Regions from separate parts of the Pan troglodytes genome. Here region 1 is linked to region 2. A link is a contact called in public Hi-C data. All regions are on one chromosome and are shown on one strand. Each heading gives the region's core, a stretch centred on a gene start, on an enhancer-like site or on the middle of the called end of the contact. The rest is flanking DNA. Distances are from core to core; before and after follow the strand shown. Region 1 holds the start of TBX5 (T-box transcription factor 5). Region 2 holds the start of LHX5 (LIM homeobox 5).

Region 1 (6,347 bases), core at 1,940-4,439, 940 kb before region 2:
AGGATGTAGAGATTAGCTGTCCTGATTAAACTGGTGATTTCAGAGTCTCTTGACAACAGCATTTCAGGTTCTCTTGACCCAGCTAGGCCCAAGTCCGAAAGCCTGGTCAGACCTTAGGAATTTTGTAAAACAATGGCCTGGATGATTTAATGGCCTGGATGATTTTGGCCATTGCTTGAATATTGCCTGAATTGTTGTTTTGATTTGGAGGACATCAAGATGAGTTTTCATAAAGAGGGTAATTATGATTACAATTGTTATCTCCTTTGTTTTCTTTGCCGCTACAAATTCTGGATTTCTGCAGCGTAGACTTGGAGACAGACCCATGCCCCTTCTCCTTAAATAAAGCGCTTTATGAAACATCAGATCGAATTCTCTCCAGTGGGGATGCCTTGCTCTGTGAGGCCTGGCTGGTTGGAAAGAGGCCCGCGGGCAGCCAGAACTGGAGTCGAAGTTTCATCTCTGGTTTTGACTCTGGCCCTTTGAGCGAGCTTAACACGTGTGGACTTAATTTCCCTTTCTTTCTTGCTTCCTTTTCTTTCCCCCCACCCCCACCTTGTGAGGGAACAAGAAAAATAGTCTGCTCTGTCGACAGCGCGACACTGTTCCGTTTGCCAAAGAAAATTTGTCTTTCCAGAGTCCCAGAGAGCAGTGGGTTCCTATGTTTCCAACGAGCCCTTCAATTGAGGGAGGAGGTATCCAGACAGGCCCCCCACCTTCACCCCAGACCTAGACATATTAGTTCGAGTCTCTCTCTTGCAGGGTTACAGACCTGGAATGCCCTATGTTTCTTCCCCCTACCCCAAACATTTTGGGAGACCTATCAGTGGGTTTTGACCTGCAGGATGGTTGAAGTTCTTAGGCTCAGTGTGACCCTGGGGGTACTCCATGGTCTCCCAGATGGGACCCTCACCTTTCTAGGCTGGGCACTTCCCAAATTGGAGGAGATAAGAACAGTGGCATCCTTGTGTCCAAGCAGCACACGCTTCCACCTTTCTGCTCTTTGAAGTGTGTAAATTTTTAGCATTGGGATCCTTCTCAGCTGGGCCTCGAAATGATATCCCCTCTTCCAGTTCTCATTTCATTACCCTGAACAGGAAAAACAAAAAAACCAAAACAAAGAAAAACCCAACCACCACCACCACAACAAAAAACCCTCACCCTCCAAACTTGGAGAGGAAAGAGGACGATTGTCATCTAAAGCACACAAAGCAACACTAACATGAATGAGGAGAGCAGCGATAATAATTCTTGGTGGAAATATTGGAGGAGAGTATTGGACACTCAATAATCATAATAGTAACAGCCAGTATCCTTCCCACATACTTCCGGTCAAAAGTGGGGAAACCAGAAACCGAATAAAACATTGGGAAGAGACATACTGTGTTCCTGGAAAAAATATAACAGAGCCAGATTTAACTCGGTGAGAGGGAAAGTGACCCCCTTGAGAAACCAGGGAATGTCTCACCCTCAGACCAACCCTTTCTTTTGCAAATTGAATTGGTCAAAGTTTAGTTTTGTCATCATTTCTATTGTTATAATTCTTATTCATTTTCCCAGCCCCGTCCACACTTCTATTTTTCACCACCCCCACGCCCCACAAGTTGCCACCGGGTCAGGTGGGGACATATCCGGAGAGAAATAGAAAGGGATGCATTTTAAAGCGAGTTCTCTTTTGAGAGGAAAACAATGGGTAGTTTTGGAAGTGTCTTTCTTAAAAACGGAAGGAGAAAGTGAAGAAAAAAATTATCAACAGCAATGGGCCCCTTTGGTTTGGGTTTTGACTTTTTAAAGAGGAACCTCTGCTGTCCTGTTGCAGTATTAAAATCAGGGCAGGAATTTTGCAAAATGAGAAAAATAAACTTCGGGAGAAAGCCCAGCTGGGAGCAGCTTCGGGAAAGCGACAGTCCTCCTAAAGGAGGAAGGGAGGATGCGCGCTGTAGCCGGCTCCGGAGTTTACTGCCCGAACGATTGGGGAAAAGAACGAGGATTCTCAAATCTAGTTGCGATCTCTCGTCTCTCCTTTATTCTGTTCGTGGTGCGGGCTTCGGAGCGTCTGGGAAAGCCAGTCTGTGAAGCTGGACTTGCAGAATCCTTTGAACGCCGGTCCAGGTGGCTGCAGGGCCCGCGGTCCGGGATGCCAGAGAAAGGAACCACACGGAAAAGACGCTACGCTCGGAGTTTCGCCTTTTCCTTGCAGCCCCGGCGGGGCCTAGGCCTCGGTTTCCGGCCCACCTCGGCTCAGAGGTCAAGTAGGAACTCATCTCGTCGACCTAGGGTTTGGGAGAAGGATTTCGGGTTGCGTTCTTGGCATCTGGGAGCAAACACGAGCCTCGGATTTGGGGACGTATCGTTATTAACAACTTGGGAAACGAAAGCGAAGCTCGGGGCAGCCACTGCAGCCTGGCTGAGAGAAAGGACGCGGGTTGTGCTCTCTGGAAGCAAAGGGGTCTGCGGCCCAGCTGGCCTGGGAGCTTGTGGCCGGCGCTGGAAGCTGCCCGCTCTCCCCGCGGGCCTGACCTTGGCTCCCGCCGCAGCTCTGCCGGCCGACTGCCTCCCTGCACATTTTGCTGCCGTTCCAGTCCTTACAGGACCGGGCCTGGAGCCAGGCCATGCTTCGGAAAGCCCTGGGGGTTGGGGACGCGCAAAACCCAGAATCGAACCCCGAAGCTGGGGGCAAGTCCAGATTCAGACGTCCAGCTCCCTCGGGACCACTTGGCGGAGAACTTACCCTTCCGGAAGGCCCGACGCTCTCCGGCTCTGTGCTGGGCAGGCCTAGCTCTTCTCTCGGCGCCACCAGGGGCGTCTACGCGGTACGTTTTGCAACTCAACCTAGTGGGTTTCCAGCGGTGCGCAAAAGTTTGCGAGCATCCACCACTGCGCTGCTTAGAAATTGTGCCCATTGATCAGACTAAAAATAATAGTCGTCGTGATTACAAAACAAAATAGAGTGCCTCGTGCCTCGGCGGGCCCTGGTACAATAATTATTCTCTACAGAAATCACCTCTCTCCACTCCCACCCCTACTCCACCACCCACTCTCACCCCGCCCCTGCCGGGCCACTCTGGGACGAATTGCATTCTTGGACCTTTCTCTCCGCAAGGCACATTACGGAGAACTCCCTCTGTCTCGTGTCCCCTCCACGACAACCCAGTAATTATTTCTATGCAAGTCTGCAAGAGGGCACTGAGTTATCGCATCCCCAGCCTAACCAGCTAGAGCGGCGCCTCGGTATTCATTTGCCAAGAGCTCCTCCGCGGGGGATTTAAAAAAATAATAATAATAAGGATCCCATGCCTTATGCAAGAGACCTCGGTCCCCCGGAACAACTCGATTTCCTTCCAATAGAGGTCTGAGGTGGACTCCCACCTCCCTTCGTGAAGAGTTCCCTCCTCTCCCCCTTCCTAAGAAAGTCGATCTTGGCTCTATTTGTGTCTTATGTTCATCACCCTCATTTCTCCGGAGAAAGCCGGGCTGGTTTATGTCTTTATTTATTCCCGGGGCCAAGACGTCCGGGACTTGTGGCTGCGCAGACCCGGCACTGATAGGCGAAGACGGAGAGAAATTTACCTCCCGCCGCTGCCCCCCAGCCAAACGTGACAGCGCGCGGGCCGGTTGCGTGACTCGTGACGTCTCCAAGTCCTATAGGTGCAGCGGCTGGTGAGATAGTCGCTATCGCCTGGTTGCCTCTTTATTTTACTGGGGTATGCCTGGTAATAAACAGTAATATTTAATTTGTCGGAGACCACAAACCAACTTTGAGCTGGGAGATACGTGCTCTTCTTGACAGACGTTGGAAGAAGACCTGGCCTAAAGAGGTCTCTTTTGGTGGTCCTTTTCAAAGTCTTCACCTGAGCCCTCCTCTCCAGCGAGGCGCACTCCTGGCTTTTGCGCTACAAAGAAGAGGTGGGATAGTTGGAGGTGAGTTTCACCCCGGAGGACTAAGGGGGGAAATAGGTTTCTCTTTGCACTTGGCCCTCCTTGGCTTTTCACCCCGTCTTGGTCTTGCTGAATCTTCTCTTGCTGTGCTGCTACTTTTCATGAACGAAATAAGAATGGCTTCGTGTGTCACCTGGCAAGAATGGATTCTCTCGAAAGGTTTGAAAATCCCTATTTTGCTTGGTGGCCCAGACCATCTGTGCTCAATGAGCTAAGCAAATCTGGCTGGGCTATTACCTGGGAGAGTCCAGATTTTTCCTCTCTGGAGGGGCCTGAAGATTATTTATGGGAATTAATTTTATCCCCAAATCTCTGAGAACCTAAAGGGATTGGGAAGGTCTTTCTGGATTTCCCTTTCCCTCTACTGGAGATGTAGCGGTTCAGCCTTCTTCCGATGCCATGTTTGTTTTTCGTGTCTTCCGCCTAGGGTCGCCTTGTTAGCAAGCCCAAAGGCCTCCAAGCTGACTTGGAGGGTGAGGGTGTTTTCACAAATAAATAAATCGCCTGGGCAAAGGGAAAAGATCTGTTTGCAAACAAACCTGGAAGGTGGAGTGAGCACCATAGCAAAGGAGGGCTGGCTTTCTCCCTGGTTGCCCCACATTCAGGGTTGGAGATTCTCCACTTTGGCATTTTGCAGCAATGGCCTGGCCTGGGATTTTAGCAGAGCAGTCACAGAGGGTTACACAGCTGCTGATCTCGGGGCATTTCTCCTCCCTCCATCCCTTTCTCCAGACCTTGACTTGCAGGCCCAAGTCTCTTATCAGAACCCTAGAAAAATCAGTATGATGGGGGTACAGGAGGTAAGGATGGGAAACAGAACAGGACTCCTGACATTTACTCCAAGCACCAATATTCGGTGTCCCAATCTGGGTCTGCTCAGGCTGAGACCTACTGACTGTGTTTATGCTTTTATTGACCTCTTCAACTCACCCTAAAAAAAAAAAAAAAAAACACACACACATCTCAGAGAGGGGAAGGGCAAGGAGAGGAGACCAGTGGAGATGAAAACCCTAGCCAGTCCCCAGTGACTGTTTGATTATTTTAATAAAACTGGGCACTGCCTTGTGTACACCTGGAGCAGGGGAGGTCTGGTGGCCCCACTGGGTGGGGGGTGGGGGCCCGCAGCGATTTCTTAGCATCTTTGATCTCGGCCCCCATCCCAATGCACCTTCACCCTGCCTTCACCCCAGAGTCGTTGAGAGTAGGGGTGATGAGTAGGGGGTGGAGGGGAGATGTCAGGAAGGCGAGCGCCGGCCAGGCGGGGTCAGGCAGCTCTCCTTCTCGAGGTCAGCGTTGGAGAGAATGTCTGCAAGGCTGCGGAGGCCCGCGGTGTGTTTGTGTGTGTGCGTCCAGACTCGGTTCTCTGCACCGCCAGCGTCACTGAGATTACTTCCCGGTTAGAAGCCGACCGCGTTTGAAATGATTTGTGCAGGAGTTTTTGCAGCCACCGCTTGCTCAGAGAAGCAGAGATGGATGGAGGTTGGGAAAGGGGTAGAGAGGAGGGAGTTATTGCAGGTCTGGGTTGAGAGTCGTATTGTGATTTGAGGGTTCGGGAAATCTAGTGGAAATTTGGGGTGGGGGGAAGGGAGGTCGGGAGGGTGGGAGGGAGAGAGAAGGGGGAGGGCGACAGAGTGCAGTGGGAGCTAGTTGGATAGGCGATTTCAGTACTTTGTGAGCATCGAGGCAACCCAACGTCACTGTGCTCAGCTGAGTTGGCTTGTATTTCAGAGAGAGAGAGAGAGGGAGAGAGAGTGAGAGAGACTGACTCTTACCTCGAATCCGGGAAGTTTAATCCTGAAAGCTGCGCTCAGAAAGGACTTCGACCATTCACTGGGCTTCCAACTTTCCCTCCCTGGGGGTGTAAAGGAGGAGCGGGGCACTGAGATTATATGGTTGCCGGTGCTCTTGGAGGCTATTTTGTGTTCTTTGGCGCTTGCCAACTGGGAAGTATTTAGGGAGAGCAAGCGCACAGCAGAGGAGGTGTGTGTTGGAGGTGGGCAGTCGCCGCGGAGGCTCCAGCGGTAGGTGCGCCCTAGTAGGCAGCAGTAGCCGCTATTCTGGGTAAGCAGTAAACCCCGCATAAACCCCGGAGCCACCATGCCTGCTCCCCCGCCTCACCGCCGGCTTCCCTGCTAGGAGCAGCAGAGGATGTGGTGAATGCACCGGCTTCACCGAACGAGGTAACCGTGCCGGCAGATGGCCCGGGAGGCTCAGGAGGGAGCTCGTCGGCCGAGTCGGCTGGGGCGGCGGGAATGGCGGATTCCAGCCCGGCTTTGCATTCTGCAGAGCACAGCTTGCAGAGATTTTGCGCGGCTCGGAGCTCCCCGGCAAATGGAGTCCGGGAGGCCGCCGCGGCTGGCGGAGCGGCATTGAGGTTTGCAGAAGCACGGCCTGGTTCTGTCAAACCG
Region 2 (6,227 bases), core at 2,587-5,086:
AGGAGAGACACTGGCTGCCAGAGAAGACCCCCTTTCCTGCTTGGCTGCAGAATCTCCCAGGCTGGAGGCTTTCCGGTGAGGAATAAGGAGGTGCAACTGAAACGACCTCTTCAACCCGCGGGTGGGTCAGCTCCAAACCTCCGGAAGCGCCCTCATTCCGGCCGCTGCCCAGTGTCCCGGGCTGGAGAACTCAAGAGAGCTTTCCCCCACGCCCCAGCTCAGCGCTCCTCAAAACTCCCACCCCAGGCTAGTGTGCGCCTCCTCGCCCGTAATTAATTACCGAACTCAAGGGGGAATATGCAAACCGCATATTACTAACTCTACAGGGCTTAAGTGATTGGAAACAGATTATTATCTTGTTTGTCTTTTGTCTGTTTTACTTATCCCGCCGCCGTCTGTCGAGTTGTAATGTTGATACTCTTTACTCTAGGAGGAAGATTTTTATATAGTAAATTCCATCAACATCTTGTATAAGTGACATTGCGTCTCCATGCATTACCCTGTTAAGACACAAGCGGTTTATTAGTTACATATAGGAGGGGATTTCGCTGCCTGGTCGCCATCTGTTAGCGCTGTTAGGGCGGGATGAGTCTAATAGCTGGTCTGCTGGCATTTTCCGATGCTGTGAACCGGGGAAGGTGGTGGGCTAGAGAAGGCCGGGCGGGTTCTGGGCAGCTTGGCTGAGCCCAGGTCCAGGGAGTTCTCGAACTGGGGCTGAGCTGTACTGAGGATGAGGCCCCCAACGCAACTCTAGGGGACTGCAACAAGGGCAGGATTGGTGAGTTCCCCTACAAGAGATGGAAGGTCAGACCAGGGCTTCTGGAAACAGAGTCCTCATCTCCTGCAACCAAACATCCAGCCCCAGGTAACTGACGCTCATCCCTACTCAGGGCTGCTCTCATCTTCTTCCCTCTTCCTACGACCTCCCCGGCCTGGCCACACGGTTGTTGGAGCCTGGCTATGCATTGAAGCTCTCTGGGAGATGAGGACTAGTGGATCTGAGATTCAGATAGAGCTGGGTACACAGGCCCCCAGCCACCACCAAAGGGTGGGCAAAGCCTGGGCTGGAAACACACACCAGACAGGGCACTTTGCATATTTTGTGGGGTTTGGGGGAGAATGGGCTCAGTGTGCCTAGTCTGGAGCAGAGAAGAAAGCGGAGCGGTTGGATGGAGGTTCTGAATGATCATGAAGCACGTGGTGGGGGTGCAAGTCTTCCCCCCACACCCCAAAATCTGCACGATGCAAAATAAGGAGCATTCATCTCAGCTTTGAGTCGGATGCTGGATTTGGAAGCTCCAGCAGAGAGGCCAGGGGAGGAGAACAAAAAAAAAGAGAGAGAGAGAAATGGAGAAAGAAAACAAGGGAGAACCAAGAGAAAATGAAACAGAAAGAGAACAGATTCTGAGCATAAGAGAAAAACGGCGACAGAAAGGAAAACAGAGATGTGGTGAGAACTCGGGAGAGACAGAAAAAGCCTAGTGAGACAAAGACGGAGAAGGCAGCACAGTTCACCTCTGCCGGGAGCCTGAGCACCTCTCTCCTCTTCGGGTTCTTATTTCTTTCCAGCTCTGCCCCTGCCAGAGCTCAAGGATCCTTTAAGCCCAGGCGGGCAGGGCCAAGTGCTGCCAGAAACTGCAGTTCCATTTGAAGTCTCTCATGGCCGAGCCTAGGAGGCCAAGTGAGATTCATCCTGCCTGTTCCTGGTTGAGCTGGGCTCTAACCAGCGTTACTACTATGCTCTGTAGATCCCTGTCCCCTGACAAGCTAGAGGGTCAGGTAACAGCACCAACAAGCAGAAGCTGCCCGGGTTAGGGATTCCTTTTCCAGCGGGCTGGCTGGTGAGTCAATGTTCCACTCTGTAACCAGCACTCACCAATTCCCTGTCCCTAGCAAGATCACCTCCCCTAGATACTGTGGCGGACAGTGCTAGGCCTGAGAGGAAGGGGGACAAGTGGGCATCCCTGAGCCCCAACGCAGGCATCCACAAATCCTGCTCCCTCAACCTCCGAATCCACAAAGGTAAGCGCAGCTAGGAGTACACACACAAACACAAATACAAACATAACCCCCTCACACACACATACACACACACAAAAGCCTACAGGAGTTGCATAAACAAAAAACTACTGTTTGCACAAATACACACATTTGCAGGCACACACACACAGCGACTGGCACACAAACATAGCTCTTCAGAATTCTGCACTCACAAACACAACCAAGCCAGCTCAGTCTCATACACACAGGGTCTCAAGCATGCACGCCCTCACCTACACACAAACACACACATTCAGATTTTTCAAAGTACACCTTCACATCAATGCTTGCAAACACAGACACAAACACTCTTACGTGAATGCACACGTACACATGAAAACACCCTCACATTTATGCGTCCTCAAATAAGCAAACACACATAGGCACAGACCAACAAAAATAAAAGTGCACACAGTGATAAACACAAACATTAGCAGGACCACACACAATTACAAACACAAGAATCTGCACACACGAAAACGCACACGCAGAAATTTACTCACAGGATTGATGGTACTAACACAATAAACAGACGCAAAAATGGAATTCTCAAACAGCGAGTATACACTAACAAGCTCAGGAAACACACCCAAACAAACATTCACAGCCAAGTGCTGGCACAAACCCTTCTAGCTCCAGCCCTTGGTCCCAGGCCCTACTCCCTCAGCCCCCTTTCCAGAAGCGAAAGGAAAATCCTGGTTGCCCATTCCCGGCTTCCCCAACTAGGATCCCTGGTGGCCACGCTGGCCCCAGGGGAAAGGAGGCCTGGTCCCTTCTACTCAGACCCACACACCCCCTCCTCACGCACACCTGCCAACATCCCCCCTCCCCCTTAACACACACACACTCTCTCTCCTCACACTCTGGGCGCCCTGCCGAGCACGGAACACACGTGCGCCACTTCTCCTGCGCCCAATGAGGGGACGAACTTGCACACCCAGCCCGCACGGCGTGAATACAAACAGCGCTCTCATAGTCGCTGGTGTCCCCCGCCTCAGCCGTACGACCCACTCACCACAGTGCCCCATAGGCTGACCTGGAATCTGGAAGGTGCAGCGAGGAAAGGAGAGACGTGGTGAGTGCCACCTCCGAGCTGTCTGCGGGAAGACCCGTCCACCCTGAATCTCCCCCTGTCCACATCTCCCTCAGAGCCCCGTGAGCAGCGCACTCAGGCCTGAAACTCTGGAGTTCGGGACCAGGCCAAATGGCACCCCTCCTCCTCCCCCGCCTCCCCACCCTGGGCCTGGGCCTGGGCTCGGCGGCCGGGCGGGGAAAACTACCCAGGCCGCGCGGTCTCCACTAGCTCTCTCCATGAGAAAGGCCCGGCTGGGCCCCAGCCCCGTGTATGACAAAAAGAAGCCGGGGCCGGCTCCGGGAGCCGGGAGAACCGCGCTGACGCAGCTTCAGGGCGCAGAGGGGGCGCGGGGGTGGGGGAATCCAATCTGGGCTGGCTGGGCTGGAGAAGGGGAGCGAAGTGTGGGGCGTGGGGCAACTTCTGCAAGTTCCAGGGATGGCGAAGGGGGCAGGGGTACCTCCCGGACTAGGCCTTGGAACCCGTGACCCCCAAATATTTGTGAGGAGAAAGAGAGAGGAAGAGAGACGCAGTTTTCGTTTCGCGCTGCCCCCGCCCCGTCAGCCCCAAACTGGAAGGTAAATACTTACTTAGCCTCCGAACCAGGTACAAGCTAATACTCAACAATACTGATGCCTTGTTTTTTTTGCTCTGTCCGGACCGCAACGCTGTAGCCAATTTAGATATGCTATAAATTTAAGAGGTTGCCATGGCCACGGTGCGCCCATTGGCCGCTGGGCCCCCTACGTGCAGCGCCACGTCACCAAATCTGAATAAGGATGCGCGAATTACGCGGCGACCAGACAAAGATGAGGATCCGGACCGCTTGAAAGTGGGGGAAAGTGCCGGCGCCTCCGCCACCGGGGAAAGCCGCTCCGCAGCGCCGAGGCCAGCAGCCACCCGAGATACCTGGGGAAGCCCAGAACAGGCGCCGGGGCGTGCGGCCCGTGGCATGAGGTTGTGAAAGCCACCCGCCTCCCACCACCCCACTCCGGGCAGCCCAGCGCCAGGCCAGAGATTGCCCAAGGACTTGACCGGCTGAGTCTTGGTCCGGACCAGACTCGCCCTGCAGCTGCTGAGACAAGAGGCGAAGGGCAGCGGAGGGCCCGGCAGGCCCGAGGGCCAGGGGCCCAAAGGGAGGGCAAGGCGGCCGAAGCCGCCGGGGCGCGGGGCTATGATGGTGCACTGCGCCGGTTGCGAGCGGCCCATCCTCGACCGCTTTCTGCTGAACGTGCTGGACCGCGCGTGGCACATCAAATGTGTTCAGTGCTGCGAGTGCAAAACCAACCTCTCGGAGAAGTGCTTCTCGCGCGAGGGCAAGCTCTACTGCAAAAATGACTTTTTCAGGTAAGAGGCCGCGCCGCTCGCTGCCTGCGCGCCCACCCTGAGCGCGCTCTACCGGGGCGCTGGGGAAGGGGAGACCCCCATCCCCATCCCAGCCTCCCCGGATCACAAGCTTAGATGGGGAGCGGGCAGCACTTTGCTCTCCTCCTGTCCTTGGTCCAGGAAAGGTCCCGAGCCCAGGCGGAGGAAGAAGGACGCTGCTTCGCTGCCTCACGTTGGCTCGAGGCCGGCTCAGAGCGCTGGCGGGGCAGAGGGAGGAAGCCCTGACAAACTTGGTATCCACTCCTCTCCGCCCCTTCCAAGCAGCTGCAACCCCAAGACAGAAGCTTCAAGCCCCGTCCCGAGAGAGAGGAAGGATTTTCGCATGAGTTAGAGACGCCTAAAGGCTTCTCGCTCCAGGCAGAATGTGTGAGCCCATCGGCCGCAATCCCAAACAGAAACTTCTCAGCTCCAGAGGGGACCCAGCGAGGAAGGTCTCCCCTGGTGATGGGAGGAGAGAACCTCCCCCACCCACCTCCCAACCCCTTAAACATTTCCTCCCATGTTGAAAAGCAGAAACGAAATCGAGGCTGAGAATCAGGACCTCTGGGGTCTAGACTGGGCTGTGGCACCTCCCCAGCCCCCCTACCCCTGTGGGCCCTCTGGCTGGCCAGGGCAGATCACCTCTGTGGGCCTCAGTTTCCCCAGCCTGGAAGCCAGTGGAGTTTGGGGCAGCTGAGCCCTGCCTGTTTCCTCTGGGCACCCAGAGCCGGCTTTGTGAACAGGAATTCCCCGCGCTGAGGAATGGGGGCGTGAATCACGCCATAGAGAAAGGCAGCCTGCCGGCCCCAGCGACTCCGCACTGGGAATTTGAATGGGAGAAAATGTCAGCCGCTCCTTTACACGTGTTAACTCCCTGGACCCGGAGGCCCGATGCCCCTAATGTAGCAGTGCTTGCAAAGCGCCTAATGATTTTTGATAAGGTGCATATGGCCAATTACGCTGCCGGATAAGGCCAAAAGTGACTTATGGCTTCTAATGCCCTCACTACATCAATGTCACCCAAATTCGCCCTGTTTAGAGACATGGGTGTGAGTAGATGTGGGGTCCCTAGAGTCCTGGGTCCTCCCCCACCCCACCCCCAACCTGAGCCTCACCCATCTCCTATTTCGGGGGAGGCTGGCTTTCTCCCTGAGCTCAAAGAAGAAAGAAAAGGAATGAGATCAGGAACGCGGGAAAGCAGGGATTTGAGAGATTCCTGTCCTGGCCTTGCAGGGTCTATGATTGTCCTCTATTCACATTCCCCTGCTGCCTGCCAGGCCAGAGGTTTAGGGGGGCTGAAACTCATCCCTGCTCTCTAGGGTCCATCACTATGAGGCCCTGCTGTCCACAGCTCCTGATTAGCTCCAGCGGGTCCCAGAGCGGTGGATTGGAAAGCCTCTCCATTGGTACTGGAAAACAGTGGAAGGTTCCCTCCTTTCTGCTTCCTCCTTCCAGCCTAGGAGAAGGGCTCCCCACCTCATGGCTAGGCTCAGCCAGCCAGGCAGATTGGCCCTAGCTAGGCACCAGCAGACTAGAAAGGATCCAGGAGGCAAAGCCACCAAGTGGCCCAAACCCTCCCCGCCTGGCTTCAAATCATTCATGGACTCTGAGTTTGCCTGCAGCAGCCCAGGCAGGCCTGGCAGGGGTTGGGTTTGGGGGAGGACATCTTGGGGTGCTCTGGGCTCTCTTCTTGGCTGAACGCTGCACCCACTGCTCACCCCTTCCCAGCTCAGGAGAATCTGAAAAGTCC

What was found. A called contact is a pair of places that touch in the nucleus more often than the background predicts.
Region 1: a contact with region 2 is called in a Hi-C map of induced pluripotent stem cells, with 6 times the contacts expected there. The contact joins the promoter of TBX5 here to the promoter of LHX5 in region 2. A contact is called at or near these places in 2 of 7 Hi-C or Micro-C datasets (induced pluripotent stem cells and stem cell-derived neural progenitor cells).

Annotation. Positions count from the first base shown.
Region 1 is chr10:121,229,410-121,235,756 of NHGRI_mPanTro3-v2.0_pri, reverse strand. It overlaps TBX5 (T-box transcription factor 5), which reads left to right and starts at 3,189. Exons shown (of 9, transcript XM_509400.9): 1 at 3,189-3,921. It overlaps LOC134807512 (a long non-coding RNA gene), which reads right to left and starts at 3,064. Exons shown (of 2, transcript XR_010148159.1): 1 at 2,732-3,064; 2 at 1-2,273.
Region 2 is chr10:120,294,021-120,300,247 of NHGRI_mPanTro3-v2.0_pri, reverse strand. LHX5 (LIM homeobox 5) reads left to right here and starts at 3,836. Exons shown (of 5, transcript XM_001153819.5): 1 at 3,836-4,459. The coding sequence starts at 4,287.